Regions from separate parts of the Capra hircus genome. Here region 2 is linked to region 1. The links are chromatin contacts, called in public Hi-C maps. All regions are on one chromosome and are shown on one strand. The core of a region is the stretch at or near the end of the contact, and the rest is flanking DNA. Distances in the headings are between cores, read along the strand shown. Region 1 overlaps MAP3K5 (mitogen-activated protein kinase kinase kinase 5). Region 2 holds the start of MAP3K5 (mitogen-activated protein kinase kinase kinase 5).

Region 1 (5,970 bases), core at 2,375-4,874:
CAGGTTTACTGCTGGTTCAGACAGCTAATTGAGGCAGTAGAAGGTAATGATTAGGAGCTTGGGTTCAGCCTCAACTTGACTCTGAGGCCTGATTCTACCACTTAAAGGCTATGTGATTTGAGCAAGTGAGTTAACCTCTCTGAGGCCGAATTTCCTAATCCATAAAATTGAGGAAACAATGGGGTTAGTCACCGTAGCAAAGGGTTGCTACGGGGAGTAACTAAGATCATGAATCATTGAGACAATAATAGGGAGTATTCCATAAATGTTAACTACTATTGTTGATATCATCATTATCAAGCAGTTATCTATATCTGATTTTTTTCTATGACCAGATGGAAATGTATTTTCATTGTATTAAATATTTCTAGATACGTCTTCACATTTAAGCCTGCCCCTTTATGACAGACTTAAGTGTGGATCCTCAAAGTGGCCCATGAAAGCACTTTCAATCTGTAACATCCTTCTGAAATCCACTCATCACTTTGAAGGTGTTTAAGAACAAAGAAGGCAGAGCCCCTTTGCCAGAGAATCTAGGATGGTCCTCTTGAGTGTTCAGGAAAGGCACACTGTCAGATGCTACCTTCTGATACTGAATCAGTCTCACCTGATAACCTAAGATGCTTGTTTATAAAGGCATGTTAATGAGTACACGTAGGGAGGCAGGCTTGAGAACAGAAACAACCATTATTATGACCATTATGTAGGTGATGAAATTCCCCAGATGAAAAACATTTCCCAGGGTAGATAGTGTTCCTTTGTAGGACAGGGACAGTGACATCAAAACACCAGCAGAAGCATATTTTTCTGTTGTGGAAACAAAGCAAATGTCCAAAAAATGTTTGCTGTTTAAACTGCTGGCAAACATGTAACTGATTTTTCACTAAGATAAGCTTCCAATTTCTAAATAGCACACACATTTTTCTTCTCGAACATATTTTCATGTTTTTATGATATTGCCTGTGAATCTTTACTTTGAGTGTAATTTAGTTTGTGGCAAGAAAAGAAACAAAGTTTATAATTGTTCCCTGTCTGATTTTCAGATATTCCCTTAATGATAGCTTTCAAGCTGTTCAATATAATCTTTTCTCATCAAAGCATAAACATGAGAGGGAGCTCCCAAATGAAAATAGATTGAGAGAACAAACTTGATGGGGCATTTCTCTTTTATTTTAACAGACTCCTAGAAATTGTCATTTTCAAAGCCCAGTTGAGGAATTTAATTTTAATGATGTAGTAACAAAATACACAATACGAGATAGAAATGAGGATAATAAAAATCCCTTTCTTTCTTAAATGAGGATCAATAGCATTCTACTATGTTTCCTTTAAGTAATAACGTTTCTTGCTCAAAGTAGAAGTTCAACTTGAGGAAGGGAATTTGTTTAAATATTTAATTTTTAATATGTGAAGTCATCCATTTGATCCATTCTTATTACTGATTGCCTTATTGGTGTGTAAAGAATGGTTTCCAGGATAAAGTTTGAAGCAAGCTCCTTTTAATAGCAAAGTGTTTTGTATGTTTTTATTGTTAATTAATTTTTATTGGAATATAGTTGCTTTGCAATATTATGTTAGCTTCTACTGCACAGCAGAATTAATCAGCTGTACATATACATACATGTGCATGTTCAGTCGTGTCTGATTCTTTGTGACCCCATGGACTGTAGCCCACCAGGCTCCTCTGTCTATGGGATTCTCCAGGCAAGAATACTGGGTGGGTTGTCATTTCCTACTCAAGGGGATCCTCCCAACCCAGGGATCAAACCCAAGTCTCTTGCATCTCCTGCATAGGCAGGTGGGCTCTTTACTACTGTGCCACCTGGGAAGCCCACATGTACATATATCCCCTTCGTTTTGAGTTTCCCTCCCATTTAGGATTCCATGAGTGAAGTAGGTCAGAAAAAGAAAAACTGATATCATATATTAATGAATATGTGTAGAAAAATGATATAGACGCCCTTATTTGCAAAGCAGAAATAGAGACAGAGCTAGAGAACAAATGTATGGATACTGAGGGGGTCGGCAGGGTGGTATGAATTGGGAGATGGGATTGAAACATATACAGTATTGATACTATGTGTAAAAGAGACAACTTATGCTAGCTGCTTTTGATGACAAAGAATTGATGTGTTTTCAAGGGCACTTGAAGGACTAGGAACATGTAGGCAGACACATGGATTCTCAGGTTGAGTTCAACCACAGCGTCTCTCGGAACCTCACAGAGACAGAAACTGGAGTGTAATTCCAAGGCCTTCAAGTCCCGCAGTCTGTGCTTCTCTGGCTTGGTTGCTGTGGGCACCCATTTCCATCTACTTCTCTCTCTCCCAATCGTCCTTCTCAACCCTATTCCTTGTGCTTCCTTATAACTCAATGTACTCTCACCCTGTTTTGTGACTTCTCTCTCTGGGCAGACTTTGAGCCTGAAATCCTATGGCTCTTTGCCTGAATCGCTCCTTAGCTCCCAATTATAATTTCTGAAAGTGGAATCTCCCAGCCTCTGCCTGTCTCTGTTTGTCCATCTGACTACATCACGGCTGTCGGACAGTATATGTGGTGGGTTTCTGTCCTTCCCAAGGTCTTCCCTTTCTTTTTTTTTTTTTTTTTTTTTGCAGGGGGAGAAGCCATAGTTCAAATATGGCTGTTCCCCCTTAGCAGGGAGCTATTGATACTATGTATAAAAAAGTTCAGTTCTCAACAGGGGCTGTGAGGGCGACAGGCCCAGGGCTGATACATCCAGTACAGAAAAGTCTGACCGGCTGACAGATTGTTGGTTACTATTCACAGGGGGCCGAAGAACCTAAACTAAAATGGGAACACATCACAACTCTCGTCACAAGCCTCAGAGAATTTGTGAGGTCCACGGACCGGAAGATCATAGCCACCACCCTGTCTAAGCTGAAGCTGGAGCTGGACTTTGACAGCCACGGGATCAGTCAGGTCCAGGTGGTGCTCTTTGGTTTTCAAGATGCTGTAAGTATAATGTTTCGCCCATGTTTTCCCAGCTAAAATTAGTCAGAAAAATAGGATAAAAACATAAGCTCTGTTGCTTTTTCTTTATTTAATCATTGTAATGAATTCTTTTCTCTTTAGAACATGAGTAAGTATGAGATGGTTGCCTGTCTGTGTGCCTCGAAGCACTAGCTTTGTTATATAATCTGGTGTCTCCCCCAGGTTAGATACACATAAAATGGAACACCGTGGAAAATAACAACACTCACAGACATCTCCCATGGCTGCACTTTGTTCTTATGAAATCATGTAGTTGGTCACTATTTATTTTGATGATTTTAGCAACAGAGCACTATTTAGTCCTGCTTTCTATTATATATGAAAAGTGCCATCTAGTGGTCACTCGGAAAAATGTAACCGTACAGATCAGAATGATCAGAATGATCAATTTTTCCCCCCTTGCTCTGTTTTCCAAACAGAACATTTTAAACATACTTGTTTAAAAAATATTCACTACTCCCTAGCCAAAAATATACTTTAGAGCACAGGGCATCATTGGATAAAAATTAATTCACAGGCTCTGGTGAGAGATCACTGACAGTTCCTCGCTCTCATAGCGAGTTGCTATGCAACACAAACTTGAAGCCAGTTTTCCAGAAGCCTGATTCAAACCATATGTGATATCCTTGAATGAGACTTGCCTGTGGAACTTGTACCAAAAAAAGCCTGAAGTCCCTCCCAGAAGCCCTTACAACTGACTGCGGGAGACAGAAATAAGAGAGTTCCCAAGGTGCCGGCCATGTGAATAGGGAAGCACTTTGCATCATTTTAGGTAAATTCTCCAAATTGACTCAGTCCTAATGAGTTTATTGCTCCTACCTAGAAGATGTCTTGACAGTTGCCTTTGGCGCATCAAAAGATCCCTGATTTAAAACGAAATTGTAATCCTTCAGTGACCTTGTTTTCCCTGGAACTCTGTGCAAGCTGCTCAGTCTTCTGCTGTATTGTAGACAGGGCAACACTCCTGACTCAATTGACGTCATGGCAAATGAGAGCAACTGGCCAGGCCTGTCACTAATATAATGCTAAAGGCACACTTTCGCTGTAACTAGGGAACCCCAGCCAGCTGCAAATAGAATCAAATAACTTAGTGAGTTTGCAACTTGCTCACACATTTGGCTTCCAGTCTAGAGGCTGGAAAGCAAATAGGCAAGTAGAGTTCAGATTGAGAGTGGGTTAGTTGTAATCCTGGGCCACAGACCAAGTCACTGACACACACACACACACACACACACACACACACACACACACACAGACCAAGTCTCTCACACACACACACACACACACACACACAGACCAAGTCTCTCACACACACACACACACACACACACACACACACACACACACACACACACACACACACACACGCACCTCTGCTCTTGCTCTGACTAGAGGTGTCCCGGATGGACTTGCACTGTCCAGGATGGGAATGAACCCAAAGAATGGCCTGGATGTAATATACTGTTTAATGAGGGGCTGCGAGGAGCTGGTCCTGGTGATAGAGGACCCCTCCTCCATTTTCTCTTTGGGACCCTTGAGAGAAAGAGTATTAGTTACTAAATGTTGTACCCACATTAGTCAAATAATCAGGCGAGTCCTTTAAGAAAGTGCCAGGACAAAATCATTCTGAAGGGATTTCCTAGAACAAGTGGGAACCTAGCAATGGTCCACTTCCTTGGGAACAACCACTCTGAGGAATTCCTCAGACAGCCAGCCATCTACACTGGGGGATTTTGATGAAGATGATCAAGGGCAGGAATGAGCCACTGGAACTCTAGCTTCTGGTGTGAGAATACAGCTAGGTCACCTTCTCCCCAGCTTCCTCTAAGATCTCTAGTCAGACTCCTGTTGGGAAAAATAGCGTCTTTTCTTAAAGACCCAGGTCAACCAGAAATTAGTGGAGTTAAACCAAATTTTGAATAAACCTCTCTTAGCCTTATGATAAAAGTCATTTATAAAAAGGTAATGGCTTACCCATACAATGGAATATTATCAACCTGAAAAAGGAACGAAGTTCTGATATATTACACTAAGTGAAATGAGCCAGACACAAAAAGACTGCACGATTTTCATTGTGTGAGACACTTAGAGTAGTCATATTCATAAATGGGAAGTAGAATGGTGGTTGTCAGGAGAGGGCAGAGGGGAATCATTGTTTAATGGGTGTAGCGTTTCAGTTTTGCAGGATGAAAAGAGTTCTGGAGATGAGCAATGGTGATGATAGTGTTAACTAAAAAATGAGCCACAACCTGAAAGTAGAGAGTTACTTTATTTGGTGGGAATGTTAAGGACCCGGAGCCCAGGAGACAGCCTCTCAGTAGCTCTGTGAAATCTGCTCAGAGCAGGCAGGAGAGGGAGTCAGGCTATATACAAGTTTGCAGCAAAGGGGGCAAGCAACCTGAACATCAAAGATTATTGTTAAATAGTAAGGAAAACCAGATATCAAGCTAAGGAATTTAGTGTTTTCTATATAGGGAAAGAGGCAAGCCTCTGGGCTCTCTGAATTCATTCCTTTCACAGGCACCTCAGCTATCAGAGGGCAAATCTGTTTCTAGATGCTTTACATCCTTAATTCCTTTTTTACCATAAGGGGTGGCAGGTGTGGTGGATGGCTGCTTCTGGCATCCCATCTCTTCACTCCACCAGCAATTGCCATGGTTGGGGATGGTGGCATCTGCTAGATCACAGTTTTGGGAGCCCTCAGTCACATTAGGAGGCCTGAAATCGCTGACAGCTGTGCAATTTCTTGCCCAGTGATACAGCAGGAAATGTTTCATTTCACACTAGCACAACAGTGTCAACGTACTTGATGCCACTTAAAAATGCCACTTTAGCTGTACACTTAAAAATAGTTCAGATGGTAAATTTGATGGCATGCATGTTTTACCATAATTTTTAAAAAGAAAGGTAATGCGTATATCTGTGTCAGTGTCTGTGTAAATAAGTGAAACATTGCGA
Region 2 (5,970 bases), core at 2,492-4,991, 200 kb before region 1:
TCTAGCTCTATGCTTCTACTACAACGGGAATGGGTTTGATCCCTGGTCAGGGAACTAAGATCCCACATGCTCAGTAAGGCCAAAATAAATTTTAAAAATTAAAAAATAAAGATGTCACAGACTATTCATGATATTATAATTCTATCATTCATTCAGTATGGTTTAATCTTTGCCAAGAGCTTCTACCGAGGCCTCTATTTGTGGTACGGATCTAAACAATATGTTACTTCTCTATTTCCTTGAATTCTTTTTGTCCCTGATGCAGAATGCCAATTTGTGAGCTTGCAATAAACAATACAATCCCCTCAATTCCTATTTTTTTAAGTTAATATAACTAGAAAGCATTGTATCTGACATATTCCTCTGAAATGCCTTCACTGAATTAATATTTAATATTATGACCTTGGCTTTAAAAATATTAAATCTAAGTCTGAAGAACATATATACTTATTACAAATCCATATTCAACTGCATTGTATTGCCCAGAGTCCTCCATATCAGAGTCTATGTAATAAAGTCTTCATAGAATTCAGTGCCAGATTAAGATTTGACTCTTCATATGAATATGTGTACTTTTATGTACACACGTGTTTTCTTTTAAAGTACATTTTTTATGTACTTTTATGTGTTTTCTTTTTGACAGTCAAAACACAGAGCTAAATTTAGCAATCAAATTTTTAGTTTATCCTAGCTGCTTGATACCTTTTACTAGCTTCCTTGTTCATTCCTGATACTTTAAAATTATATTTACCTTGTTTTGTACATAGAATTTAATACTTTTTGGAATTAAGAGTATATAATATTCCTACTTATCTACATGAGGATGCAGAGAAAGGGGCAAATGTGTCACCTAAAGTAAAAGCTAGTTAGCTAGAAGACACTTGTCCATTTCAGGTTTAAAGTTTTCCCTTTTATCTCTTCAGGAGTAAACCTGGAAGCCCAAGCCAGGCAATGATTTCTCTCCTGTCCACCACTACCATGTTAGACGTGCTTTTGGATTAGAAAACCCTGCTTCTTATATACAGATGAATTGCAAAAAGCAACTTTTGGGTGATGCAATTAGAAAAAGGCTTTCATTCCTCCAGACCCACAAGCCCTGAGGCAGGCATGGCAAACTGAAGGGTATGGGGATTTCAGCACCACACCCATGCCCTCAGCATGGTATCCCTGCCTATACACAGGATTCAATTTGAGTTGTGAACTGAACTATTTGAATTTATACACTTTGAACTGTTCATCAGCTATAAAAATGGAAATTTCATCTGGATTCCTCTAGAACAGGCTGTGTAAGATTAACCAGCTAAACCATGCCCGTTTGCTGGGAGAGCCTTGGGACCAAGAACTGCTTTTTCTTCCAGCACTGTATTGGAGTTTGGGTGCCAGTAATTAGTAACATCTTTGAAGATATTAAATCAAGTCTAAATAAAACAAAGTGACCAAAGTAAAACAAACTGTGTATGAATGATGGCTCTGAAAAAAATCTGGAAGGGAAGCAAAGGTGACATAGTCTAAAAATTATGGTTTTTAGAAAATAGCTTTATGAATACTCTTGGGCCTTATTTGTGTAGTCAAATGCTATTTGAGAATTTGGGCATTCTAGTTTTTCAGATATGGTCCCAAAGACTCTGCTGCATTTGTTGTTTTGGGTCAGGATGGGGTAGAGGATTGTATACTTTCACAGAAGTTTGGAGGTTTGACAAGGTGTTGGAAATATTAAAAGATATATATTTATTAGTAATCCACCCATGTTTTGCTTCTGTATGATCAGCAATTCGTTAAATATCTATTTTCCTATGGTATCAAGTTCAAAAGCAGATGTGGATCACATAGATTGCAATTTCCTTACCAGAAGTTTACTTCCATTATTTTACAAATCTTTAGAAAAAGCTAAGGTCACTTGGCTTCATTGAGGATACAGTTGTGCAGATACAATTGTTCAGTTGCTAGGTGTTTCCCCTCATTATTTCCTTTCTTCTTTTAACCCCTTCCTACTTAACTATTTTATCCCTCCTTTCCCCCTGTTGTTTAGTCATCTGATACTTGCAACCCCATGGACTGTAGCTTGCCAAGCTCCTCTGTCCATGGGATTTCTCAGGCAAGAATACTGGAGTGGGTTGACATTTCCTTCTTACCCACTCAGGAACAGAACCCACCACTCTGGCACTGGCAGATGGATTCTTCACCACTGACCCAGCAGGGAAGCGCCCCTTCCCGCCTAGCTTGCATGTAATTTGCAGTATTCTTCTACCTTTTTCATAGAACTTAATCATCTCGCTTCCTGGAGATGCAAAGTCCAAACCTGTTACTTTATTTCACTGTAGGTTCCACTGATTCTCCTGAAGTTATAGCATTCTGGAGAAGTTCTCTGAGAACTTGCACATATGTTTTTACTTCCCAAGTAAGTAGATACTCTTTGATTGCTCTTAAGCAAGCCAGGCATTCCCCGCTCCCCAGCCCCACCCCTAGTGCAATTAAAAAAAATTGAAGTAATTGCTTAATTTCCCTCTTTCATCTGGCAGATAGATGATTTGCCAAGTCCAGGATAGAACCGGTTTTCTAACTCAAGTAAGTATACGGTGCGTTGGGGGAAATTTTATAAACTCAAATGGGAATGCAAATACTATACCGTTCAGCACTTGGAGCTAATCAATTATTCACGACAGCTGCTGCTGCTGCTGCTAAGTCGTGTCCAACTCTGTGCGACCCCATAGACGGCAGCCCACCAGGCTCCCCCGTCCCTGGGATTCTCCAGGCAAGAACACTGGGGTGGGTTGCCATTGCCTTCTCCAATGCATGAAAGTGAAAAGTAAAAGCGAGGTCGCTCAGTCGTGTCCGACTCTTCGCGACCCCATGGACTGCAGCCTACCAGGCTCCTCCGCCCACGGGATTTTCCAGGCAAGAGTACTGGAGTGGGGTGCCATCGCCTTCTCCGATTCACGACAGCAGAGCTATTGAAAACTTGAAAACGTAAAGTACCAGGGGCAGACCCGATAAATTCAGCCTGCCACTCCCGCAGAGCCACTGTCACCAATACACCACTCTCCAGTTGAGGCCGCCTGCAGGACCGTAGTTAAAATCCTCGGGCCTAGCGCCACGCGGGCCTCCCCACGCTGCCCTCTTGCTCCCCGGGCGCACATGGGACCCGACCGCACGGCGGTGCTAGGCCGGCACCGGCCGGAGGAGGGCGCCGTGGTTACGGGGAACGTGGCGCGTGCCTCCTGGCGCTGGCTGAGAAGACCCGAGTATTCGCAAGAGAGACTTTTTTTGTGCCATCCTATAGTCGCGTGCTCTCCGGGCTTTTGCCTACTCCAGGTTGTCTTGGGTGGGGAGCCCAGTGGGTGACGGAGGAGAACCTTGGCCTCGCGCGGTGCTCCGGGCTGGGCCGTGGTCCCGGAGCCGCGACGCGGTCGGTTTCGTCCGGACTCGAGCTTCCCAGCAGCGCCCTCCCCCGGGGCGGGCCCAGACTTTCGGTGCCGCGACGAGTGGGCGGCAAAAAGCCGGTGGCGGACCGGGCGAGCGGCTTCAAGGAGCGGGGAGACTCGAGCTACCAGGCTGGTGCCGGGGACGAAGCGGCCGCGGCAATCGGAAGAGAACGGGGCCGGGGCAGGAGGAGGAAATAGAGCCGATGAAGGGGAGCTGCCGCCGAGGAAGGAGGCGGATCCCTTCGGCGGCCGCTGCCGCTGTTCCGGGACGCGGTCCAGGGAGTCTGCCCGCCCGCGAGGTGCTGGCCAGGTAGCTCCCCACCCAGAGGGCGCCCTCCCCGGCCCCTCCCAGGGTGCCCGGCACGGAAGGAGCCGGGACCGCGCTCCCGGGTGGCCAGGGCGCATCGCACCCGGAGAGCGGCGCCCTTGAGCCGCACCGCCTAGCAGGTTCGCGAGCCGACTTGTCCGCCGGCCAAGAAAAGGAAGCCCTGTCCCTTCCCGCTCAGCCCGGCTCCCCACCCCTTGTACTCTACACCCTGCAGCGGGCGAGCGGCGCGGCCACGGAGGCGCCGAGGAGGGGCGAGCCGCCGCCGGGCAGCGGCGTCCCTTCGGGGGAGAGGGCGCCGGAGAGGAGGCGGCGGCGCGGCGCGGAAGGCGCAACGCGGGATGGCAGCTGCTTAGCCAGGCGCGCACGGAGCAGCCCCGAGCTGTGGCTGGCCAGACGGTGCGGCTGGGCGGGAGACGCCGCCGCGGCAGTCCGGCCGGGAGAGATGAGCGCGGAGGCGGGCGAGGGCATCACTTTCTCCGTGCCACCCTTCGCCGAGGGCGGCAGCTACCGGAGGGGAGGAGCGGCGACGGCGGCCGAGGGCGAGGAGACCCAGCTGCCACCGCCGCCACCGGGCAGCTTCTGGAACGTGGAAAGTGCCGCCGCTCCCGGCGCCGGGTGTCCCAGTGCCACCTCTGGGAGCAGCGCCACCCGGTGCCGGGGCAACTCTGGGGGCGGAGGCGGCCGACGGACCACGGTGGCCTATGTCATCAACGAGGCGAGCCAGGGGCAGCTGGTGGTGGCCGAGAGCGAGGCCCTGCAGTGCCTGCGGGAGGCTTGCGAGACGGTGGGCGCCGCCCTGGAGACCCTGCATTTTGGGAAACTGGACTTTGGAGAAACTGCGGTGCTGGACCGATTTTACAATGCAGGTGCGTGCGACTTCACAATGCTGGGCCCCAGGCTCCGCGGTCGGGGGCCACCGCAGGGGGAAAGCTGTTGTTTCCCACCCCCACCCCCCTGCCCCCGTAGGAAAAATCGATCAGTTTCTGGGCAGCAATCGAGCATCTTACTTATTTACTTCTTGCCCCACCTTAGGGGCAGCGAGCGGCGCTGCGTGACTGCTCGGCTCGCTCGCAGCTCGTGGCAGAGAGTCTGACCCCCCGGCCGCCGGCCCGCTCTGGGAATCCAGGGGTGCGTGTGGTCCTCTTGAAGAACTTCTGTTCGCCTGCAGTGCGAGTTACTTGTCCCAGTCAGCCCTGCCCTATTCAGTGTTTTGGTTTCTCTTCTGTTAGATTTGGCCCACATTTTCCTTCTATATATACCTGTGCCTGTTTTAGAAGATGTCCTCATTTTTTTCCGTGTACTTTTGAGAGTACAAAAATTCTGACTTCTGCCACGCAGCCAGCTGCACGCAGAGCGGATCTGTGTGAATTTGCATGTTATGTCACGATCTTCCCAACTCCCTTTCCCTGAAGTTTAGTGGCTTGATTTCCCATCTCTTACCAATTTGAATTGTCAAGTAATTACTTTGAAAAGCAACTTTTGTAACTTGACACTAAACTTGCGTGATATCTCTGTTGGAATTTTGGTGAAAAAGAGCAGAGTATGTTTTTTATGACTCCATATACCCCGATGGGCTGGCAAGTAGATAATTTAACATTATGTAAAACGCTGATATGCAGTTTTAGTAACTAAGTTAGGTTGGCCATTAAAGTGTGCCCATTAAAGTGACTGCTAGAGTAATTCACGAAAAATAATCTTTTCAGCCTATTACAGATTTCAGAAAGTGTCACTGCAATTCAAGTGACTGAAGCAATTTGCTATCTGTTAGCAAATGTTAGAGATAAAAGCATGTTACTGAAATTAACCTTTAGCACCCTGTACAACCAATGTTGAGAATATATACATATTTTTTATAAGTGTGGGCATAAAATTTGATTTAATGGTGCTTTCAGACAATAAGTTTCTTGCATTGTGATCACATAGAAGGTTTTATATTCCAGTCTTGTTTCCAGTTCTGATTCTCTTCAGTCTTTTCAGAACACCTGAAGAAGGCTTATGTCAGTCTTGGAATTCAGCCAAAACTGAATATTTTAAGAACAAGAACTTCATGTTAAGGAAGCCAGATTAAATAAACTAGGATTTTCTGGTTCTGGTGTATTTTACCATCTTAGTCTTCATAACTGGACATGGGTAGAACATAGTTTAGCTCGGTTCTTTGTGTGACTTGCTGTAAAAATTACATAAATATAACATTTCTAAAAAATACAGCATTTTTATTTT

The links. Hi-C and Micro-C count contacts between places; a contact is called where the count stands out from the background.
Region 2: a Hi-C map of blood shows a contact between it and region 1, with 2.8 times the contacts expected there. The contact joins the promoter of MAP3K5 here to the enhancer-like site in region 1. A contact is called at or near these places in 4 of 5 Hi-C or Micro-C datasets (blood and liver).

Annotation. Positions count from the first base shown.
Region 1 is chr9:61,679,150-61,685,119 of ARS1.2, reverse strand. It overlaps MAP3K5 (mitogen-activated protein kinase kinase kinase 5), which reads left to right. Exons shown (of 30, transcript XM_005684842.3): 24 at 2,788-2,973. Among named protein-coding and RNA genes, the nearest start is that of MAP7, 30 kb to the right of the region's middle. Within about 2 kb of position 3,624, at least 2 of the 5 cell types and tissues checked have an H3K27ac peak or open chromatin away from gene starts, as enhancers often do.
Region 2 is chr9:61,883,329-61,889,298 of ARS1.2, reverse strand. MAP3K5 (mitogen-activated protein kinase kinase kinase 5) reads left to right here and starts at 3,741. Exons shown (of 30, transcript XM_005684842.3): 1 at 3,741-4,616. The coding sequence starts at 4,193.